2 separate regions of the Sus scrofa genome follow, and region 2 is linked to region 1. A link is a contact called in public targeted proximity ligation data. All regions are on one chromosome and are shown on one strand. The core of a region is the stretch at or near the end of the contact, and the rest is flanking DNA. Distances in the headings are between cores, read along the strand shown. Region 1 overlaps ANXA13 (annexin A13). Region 2 overlaps FBXO32 (F-box protein 32).

What was found.
Region 2: a contact with region 1 is called in a targeted proximity ligation map of skeletal muscle. A contact is called at or near these places in 2 of 47 Hi-C or Micro-C datasets (both in embryonic fibroblasts) and 2 of 2 datasets of targeted methods (alveolar macrophages and skeletal muscle).

What each region holds. Positions count from the first base shown.
Region 1 is chr4:15,747,072-15,751,551 of Sscrofa11.1, reverse strand. ANXA13 (annexin A13) reads right to left here. Exons shown (of 11, transcript XM_013996500.2): 5 at 2,605-2,638; 6 at 2,424-2,503; 7 at 706-774; 8 at 193-294. Among named protein-coding and RNA genes, the nearest start is that of ANXA13, 42 kb to the right of the region's middle.
Region 2 is chr4:15,898,778-15,903,353 of Sscrofa11.1, reverse strand. FBXO32 (F-box protein 32) reads right to left here. Exons shown (of 9, transcript NM_001044588.1): 2 at 1,328-1,440; 3 at 455-504. Among named protein-coding and RNA genes, the nearest start is that of FBXO32, 5.2 kb to the right of the region's middle.

The DNA of each region.
Region 1 (4,480 bases), core at 297-2,796:
AAACCCACATCCTCAGGGATCCTAGTTGGGCTCGTTAACCGATGAGCCACGAAGGGTCGGGGGAGGGGCAAAACGACCCCTGATGAGAAGCTCTGTTGTAAAAGCCCCTCCTAGTTCCATACCTCAGATCTGGACCTCTTTTGGAAATAGCCTGAGATTCGGTTTCAGCTGCCCTTGTGCTGGATCACTTACCACTTGGTAGGCTTGAAAGGTGGCTCGTAACTGCTTGTGACTCCTCTGGGCCAGGACTTCATTGAAGGCAAGCTCGTCCGTGCCCCAGCGGCCTTCCCCTGCCTAGACGGCAGAGTGCGAACACTTTTGAAAAAGCTTTTTGCAAAAAGACTGAATGTATAGAGCTGTGACCAAGTCACCCTTACCGGGAATGATAAAATGTGCGCTGAATAGAAGCAGCATTGATCGCCGCAGTATTTCCACCTTCTAGCCCACAAGTATACCTCACATATTTGTTTATGTTATTTATACCCTCAGGCGTTCCAGAAGAGATCTAAAGTGGTTATCCCCAGGGTGTAAGAATAGGAACAATTCTTTTAGGTACACGAAGACTGTATGTATGACAAATATGTTAAAGATCATACTTATTTCCCAATTAATTCCAATTCACATGCCAGAACGAAACATTTTGTTGAAAGTAATGTTCATGAAAAAAGAAAAGAATTTGCAGAGCCTGCAGGTCTGCATACTCACATCATACAGATCTTTGGCATCCTGACCTGCGAGGTCTTTGTCCACGTTATCTCCTTCTTCACGATTAGCCTAGAAAAGTCAACACATTGTTGTGAACTTGAGTTCCTGCTTGACCACAAAAAACAAAGAGGGCAAGTCCCAGAAGACGGGTGGCTTCAGAGGGGTGGCCGGAAGCTGGACTCATCCGGGCAAAGTGGCAGCGCTGCTCTTTGCTGCCATCTTTTGGGCACAACTGATGAACAGAGTAGCCTCTGCGACCAACACATTTGTACGTTTTTTTTCTCCTAGCAACCAGGGTCACTCAGAAACCCCACTGACCTCTGAGCGACATCCTGATGTCCCCTCGAATGAGTCCATTGAGGTGCTAATAGTCTTCCTTTCAAAATATCAAACTTTGCCTCTCAGGGACTCAGTCGTGAAGAGCCCTGAACGTTGGTCATGGAAGGTTTGAGGTCTCACCTAAGCCCTGAGTGTCAGGCAGAATTCTCGGATGACCTCAACGGCCCACCGCCTTGTTTAATCCCCTCCCATGGATGGTGGGCAAGACCTATGGACATAGTGAGGTATCACTCGTGTGATCATGTTTTGCGTGTATGGCAAGGGGCATGTCTGCAGATGTAATTAAGATCCCTAATCAGTTGAGTTCATCAAAAAAGGTGCTCTTTGGGGGAGGCCTGACCCAATCAGGTGAGCTCTTAAAAGGTCAGAGAGATGGAAGAAGTTAGAGATGTGCTTCCTCTGGCCTGGAGGAAACCAAAGAGCCGTGCTCTGCACTGTCTATGGGGCCACATGACAGGGGACTGCAGATGGCCTCTACCGGCCGAGTGTGGGCTCTGGTCAACATCAAGGAACTAGGACCATCAGCCACACAGCCACAGGGAACCGAAATCTGCCAACAGTCAGTGAGCTCGGAAGAGGACCCCGGGGCCTCAGAGGAGATGGCAGGCCTGGATGACACCTTGATTTCAGCCTGGAGATACCCTGAGCCAAGGACTCGGCTAACCTGTGACAGGACTCCTGGCCCGTGGAAACTGCTCAATCATAGGTCTGCACTGCTTAGGTTGCTAAGTTTGTGGCAGTTTTGTTCTGAATCAGGAGAACACTCACACACTCTTCCTGCTACAGCTGAAGCCTGCTCTGTGTGTTCTCTGCTGTCAGTCTCTCCAGCAGCAGAGTAATGAAACAGAGGAAGCCCACAAAGCTCATCAAGACGGCTGTGTCAATGAGAGTGCAGATGCTATCTGGCTGGAGGCCAGGGGGCTGTGTCCTAAGCAGGGCCAGTTCTGAAAGCCCTGCTTTCCCAGCCAAACTCCCCGCAGCCTGGCTTAGACTCCTTGAGTCCTGGAGTTAGCTGTGTCATGAAAAGGGCCCGGCTTGGGGTCAGATGGGGCTGGTTCTTGCACCTGAGCTTTGTCTTACCTACACCTGGGGGTTCCTCACTGGCAAAATGAGTTGATGATGCTTGATGAAATAACTCATTAACAAAAAAAGGATTGCCAACTGCAAATAACTAGGCAGATTTGTGATCATGGCGAAAATTGCCATTGAGTAATTTCACAATAGCTGGGCTGACAGGACACATGTCGACAGTCCCTCGATAACATTTGTAATAAAATTAGGAAGGGTTTATTATCTATATCGCCTTTTTCTTCGTGGTGCCAAGTTGCCACAGGCTTTATCTCACGATCCCAAAGCAGGCAAGACCTCTTTACGCTTACCTGTAGCAAGGAGACCAGAATTTTTTTTAGGTTTCCGCTTGTATCACTTTTGACATCTGATTCAAGGCTCCTGTCAAATACTTTGGAGAAGAAAAAAGGACGAGAGAGAGCAGATTTAGTTTCCCAGAGGTATTTTGGAAGGAACATTCTTTATCTAAAGTCAGAACAAAAGGTCACTTACACTTTTGGTAGGCCTCTTTAATGGCGATGATTTCCTGGGAAAGGTAATAAAAAAAGATCAATATTCCAAGGCGGGGTTAATAGATAAGATAGGCAGAGACATGCAAAGGGAAGAGGCAGGAGCTTGTCTCTGGACACAGCATTCCTTTCCGATACAGAGGGGCCATCCGGACAGGTCAAGGTCTAGGCCTGGAACAAGCCCCTGACTTTATGAAGGAGTCCTTTTTAAAAAAAAAAAAAAAAAAAAAAGTGTATTGAAGTATAATTGATTTACAATGTTGTGTTAATTTCTGCTGTACAGGAGAGTGATTCAGTTATATGTATGTGTATATTCTTTTCCATTATGGTTTATTACAGGATATTGAATATTGTAGGACCTTGTTTACCCATCCTATGTGTAATGATTTGCATCTGCTAACCCCAAACTCCCAGTCCATTCCTCCCCCCGACTCGCTTCCCCCGTGGCAACCACAAGTCTGTTCTCTTTGTCTGTGAGTCTCTTTCTGATTCGTAGATAGGTTCATTTGTGTCATGTATTAGACTCTCTGTATCAGTAATATCATATGGTATTTGTCCTTCTCTTTCTGATTTAGTGAAGGAGTCCCTTAGCTTACATTCTCCTTAGTTAAAAATGAAAACAGGGAGTTCCCGTCGTGGCTCAGTGGTTAACGAATCCGACTAGGAACCATGAGGTTGCAGATTCGATCCCTGGCCTCGCTCAGTGGGTTAAGAATCAGGTGTTGCCATGAGCTGTGGTGTGGGTCGCAGACTCGGCTCGGATCCTGCATTGCTGTGGCTCTGGTGTAGGTGGGTGGCTACAGCTCCAAATGGACCCCTAGCCTGGGAACCTCCATATGCCGCTGTTGCGGCCCTAGAAAAGGCAAAAAGACAAACAAACAAACAAACGAGGCAGGGCTGTCTATTTATTAAAATGAGGTAGGGCTGTCTGTTTCGGTAGCTTGTGCCGACTGGCCCACTTGGGAGCTGCCTCGGTGTACACTTGAACGAGCAGTGTGTCAGAGCAGACATTTCCCCACAGCATCTCCCATAAACTGTTTTAAAGGAAAGTCAGCGGGCAGTGGAGGGAGAAGGTGGAGGGGGCAGCAGAGGGTGAGGAGCCAGGCTGAGGTTGCCAGGGTGGACGGAGGGAGCGGAAAGCAGGCAGGGGCTGGACACCTGTGATTCTGCAGCCCGTCTGCTTTCTCCTCCTTCCAGCCCACTCCCAGGACCTGCCTGAACCCGGGGTCTGCTCTCTGCCTGCTTTTCTTCTTTTTACCGTCCGATCTAGCTGATTGGAAAAGAAAAAAAGGCTGTGCTCATTGTTTGAGACCAGGACCTGAAAGAAACTTGGCTGAGGATGAACCACATGTGGACAAATGAGATTAGAAAAAGCATGAGCCAAATTAACCTTCTTGCCAAGGTAGGCTGCTCAGATATTGGATGCCCGGTCGCTGGGACTTTGGTACTTGCGGAAAGGAGAGGAATATTAAGGAAAGCTGGGTGGTTAGTGGACAGATTGATGCCATCCTCCTGTGCAAGCGCTGCCTCCTCTAAGGCACGCTAATCGAAAACTGCCCAGGTGGAGGGGTTTTGTTATCCTGCGGGAAGAAAAGAAGTCCAGGGGTGAGGAGGGAAGGGTTTTGCAGTGTGGAATATGACGATACTTCGGGAAACATGGCCTGACAGCACAGGCTGAGCAGGAGGAACCAGCTCAGGTCATCGGCACTCCAGGCTTAAATGGCATTTTAGCGCCAGGACGCGGTTGCGGTTTTTCCTTGCTGTCTGCTCCAACCGCGGCTTCTGTTTCCCACCCAGAAGCCTCCAAGAATGTTAGGTTTTTCTGGCATTTTCCTTACTGGGCCTCCCTCTTCTACACG
Region 2 (4,576 bases), core at 1,769-4,268, 150 kb before region 1:
AGCGTCCGGTTCCCTTCTCCTTCTAGCTCTGGGCGGTCTCATGCTGGGCAGGCACTGAATTTTTGCTCTATTTAGAGGTTAACCCTTCCAGGGCTAAAGTGGACCGAGGTGAAGTCTAAAAGAGATCTCAGAACAACGGGAAGGCACTGTCCTGGGACAAAGGCTAGAGTTTTATAAGAGTACATTTGAGATGGATCTGTTTATTCATCTTTATAAAGCGCTTCTACACACATCATCCCACTGGATGAGTGGGGAGCCTAGTGACTTTCGCGTCTCTCTCTATAGCCCCAGACTCTGATGGCTGGTTAAGCGGTGGGCTGCTAGCTGCCACCAGACACAGCCAGGAAGACAATCATGATGGGAATGAATGGTTATTTCCCAATCTCGCCCCTGCCACCCTGCTGGGGGAGGCATAAAGCTGCGCATACTTCTTAATAAACAGATGGGTACTCACCTCTTTAGTACTTCCTTTGTGAACATAGATCCATTTTTCTTGGTGGAAATCTATAAAGACAAAAGAATCCCCCCCAAAAAAAACACAGATTTAAAATTTATAACATGCCCAAGACTTTAAACATGTTTGTTTTTCATTTCTTCCAAAGTGTAAAAAAGTTCTGACCCCAAATACAATGACTCTGCCGACAATCTAAGGGGATGCAAATGCCTAATTTCTGCAGTGTGTAAATACTGGAGTGATAATTTACTTTGTAGGAAGCCTTTCAAGTCTTTGACACTCTGCTTCAGTATGCGAAAGCTCCAAATTAAAAAAAAAAAATCTAATACCCGAGTACAAGTTTGTGTTAAATGCCAAGCTTACAACTTATACAAGGCCATAAAAAGTAGAAATAAAACAGATAGCAATGAAGAAACCATGCAGTACAGATGGAATAAACTAAAGATCTGTAATTCCTGCTTATTAATAGAACTTTCTCCTCTGTTCATACTTACATACAGCATCTAGAAATGTTACTGGTATTTATATAAGAGGGAGAAACAAATCTACTTTCAAAGCCTCAAAACACAGTTCCAAATGAAAGCACACACTGGAACTGGTAACTACATCAAATATAAGTGACAAGCAGGGAAAAAACAGCCCAACTAACAACTGACTTATAAACAGGGCTATAAAGACTACATTAATCTCACTCATAAAATGCACAGCCAGGTTTCTGCATGCAAAGGTCCCAGTAACCTCTGTCAATGACACCATCAACATTAAAGCAGATGCCAAACATGTGAGGTGTGATTTTTTTTTTCCCCCCCTCAAAGAACCAATCACAGTGATCCTCCAACAGCTTTCTTCTTAAGTTCAAAACAAATGGCTTACACTGAGTTTTGGTTTTGCTGTTCAGCATGTCCTTCTTTCTCTTCTTGGCCGCAACATCATAGTTCAGGCTGTTGAAAAGATTCTCCTTATTGTATACTTCCTTGTTGCAGTAACTAGGAATAACAAGAGGGCATGAGCTGTAACAGCTATACTTTAACATGAGCTGTTTCTATAAATAGCTTGCTGGGTTATAAAACACAAACATACATGCTCCTCGAACAAAACAAAATAATGACTCAGAAGAAGCCTATACTGGCCCCGACTTCCCTCTCTTGGGATGGAAAACTGCCCCATCTCCGTGGAAGGCAGGGACGGGGGTTTCTGCTTCTTTTGACTTCCCAACAGTGTCTGCCATTGTACTGAACACACAGCCCTGCATGCTGTAAGAGCCACGCAGGGCACCGCACCATTATTTTAAGCAAAACATGATGACTGGAGGGGGAGGGAGGGAGATGGTGATGACTAGTACCCCTCTAATACTCGATGCCTTCCTTTTGCAAAGACACCCACCCCAAGTTGCTTTAAACAAACAAACAAACAAAAAACCCCAACAGCTTTGTGGAGATAAAATTCACATACCATACAGTTCGCCTATTTAAAATGCACCCATGCTGCTTTTAACTGTCTTTAAAAACCCTGACAAACATCTGACTTACAGACTGCGTTTCTAGGTGTTTCGTGTACAGTAACTGATGGTTGAGGTTTCATGTAATTCCCTATCACTAGGCACGCTGTGAGGCGAAGCCCTGAGTCCTACATGGAGCAAGCTGAATTTACAACCCATACGTTCATAAGGCCTGAAAAGACAGAATGGCTGCGGCGCAGGTCACTAAAGGATGTGCAGTTCAACCCTGGATCAGGGGCGCATTTCCATTACGAGGTCGAGCTGTTATTTAGGGGGGCTGACTGAGTTCTTTTACCCAATGGAATTTCAGAGGAAACCTTCGAAGAGTTTCCACAGAAGGGATGCAGGAGAAATCTGAAGTACTCTGAGGTACAATGAGAAGATAGACCCCCCGATCCCCCCCCAACCCCCGTGGGGTATGCGTGCGAAAGGCAGGGTTTATAATGCCTACCAGTAAAACATCAATTAGGGGTTTTGTTTGTTTTTTTCCTTACATCACCCATATATTCAAGTCCTTTAATTTTCTGAGTTCCTCTGCTGAATTTAAAATGTGATTTTGAGTTATATCTTTTTTGGACATACATCTGTCGGATAAGATGAGGTACACCTGTTGTTTCTCCACTGCATGGTTCTTAGAAGCCAGTTTATTATGTAAACTGTCAAAGAGAAAAGAGGAGTTGGAATAATTTCCAGTATCCTTTTGCTACAATGGTCTCTGCAGCAGCACGTCAATAAGTACAATAAGTGTCTTGCTCACATGTTAACACGTGACATCACCAACAATATACTCAGTGTTTCTGGACCCATCGGGACAGGCTTGATGGATAATCAGTCATTTGTTAATCTTCCCTTAGAAGGCTATGCCTAATGCCATTTATTGAGTTTCCTAATATTATTAGCCTTCTCCTTTTCATTCAGTGAAACAGGATGTTTTTAGGTTTCAGAGAGATTACTGCAGAAATACCCTCTGTTAGAAGCCCTTTCTCAAGGGAGCCCAGGGTGAATGTTTTGGGCCCAGCTCTGTGTCACACGTGAGTGTATCTGCTTACACAACCATAGGGGCATAAAACCAGTGACCAGTCAGTTGACTGTGCCAAGGTCAGCAGGCAGAGAGGGGCAGAGCAGAACTGTGAGTCCTTAGAGCTAATTTAAGAAATTTCCAAGCTGAGGAGAAGGGAGAAAGATGGAAAGTCACTTGACTGGTCCATGAGGTACGAAAGCCGAGAACAGCTTTGGAAAGCACAGGCCATTTTGTGTAAAAATACCACACAAAGGCTTATTTTTAAAGAAAACACGCACATGCACCATAAACAAAAACTTAAGAGCCCAAATTCCACATATAGAGAACCATAAGATGAAGCTGTCTTATTCTCGATCACACATTTAAGGTTCAGCAGAACATTTTCAAGGCCTGGGCCATAGATTGTGACCCTTCCTTAGCGATGTTAAATATTTATATTTCATCTTATTCTTTTCTAATTGAAAACATTCCTCAAAGGAATCTGAGCACTTGCTTTCCTCACAGAAACAACAATAACCTGCTTTAAGCCCAAGTGACTCATTTCCAAAGCTAGTTTAAGAAGAATTTGACATAATTGATGCTGCTCTCCCACTGCAGAATGCAGAAAAGCTTTAACCAAAGAGAAACCCTGCACTTTTCCCTTCGACATTAAGTTTTGGACTTGAGAGGCAGGGTCTGGAAGGAAGGGCTGTGTTGCCTGCGTATATGTTTTCTTTTAAGCAATAATATATTCAGTTAGAGGCTATTTTGAGAGTTCAATTATGTCCATTTCAAAGAAATGCAAAGCCAGTGGAAAATTGCAGCTGAAATCTTGAACAAGAAAAGCCACCACCATTTAGGAACGATGACATTTAATTTTATTTTTTTTTTAAACAAGCAAAACCATTTAAAGAGGCTGCTTTCTCCATCACATTCAATAATAACCAGTAAGTTGCTATTTTATGGTCAGTTCTTACTAATCTTGATTTTTACAGGCAGAGGCCTGAAGTAAGTAGCCCTCTCTCAGTCCTAGACTATCATCACACACATACCAAGGCACTTAGCGACAACTTCAGAAAAAGTGAAAGATTTCAAAATAAGCCCATTTGGCAGCAGAGATAAAGGGAGGGAAGAGGGGAAAAAAGGCCCTATTTCTCACTTCATTTGCGATAGCAGACCATTTCAGAAAGCCATGGTCTGCCCCAGAGGGCTTAGTTGTAGATTAAGGCCAGTGAGATTTCTATGCGCATTTGCTCCAATACATTCCCAAATCGTCAGACTCCCAGGACTAGTGCCTGGACTGTTCTGGTAAAACAAACAGACTGGGGTATGAAGCTCTTAGAACAGGGCCTTGCACACAGGAAGCACTCATAAAAATCATAGCTGTTATTTTTCTTTGCTTGTGCACTAACTCATCCAGGGCACCGAGGTAAACGTCCTGCTTCCTGGTTCAGCCTGAGATGTACTGGAAAGAAGCACTGGAGTTTTCAACTGCAGGACTGTGGGCTTGCAGAAGAGTGGCCCAGGTTCTGGGAGATGAGATTACTCATGGGGGCGGGGGGTGGCGCCCAGAGGGGGGCAGTTGGTGAGGAAGGCTGTGTGCGAGGTGGCTGCCCTACCACTT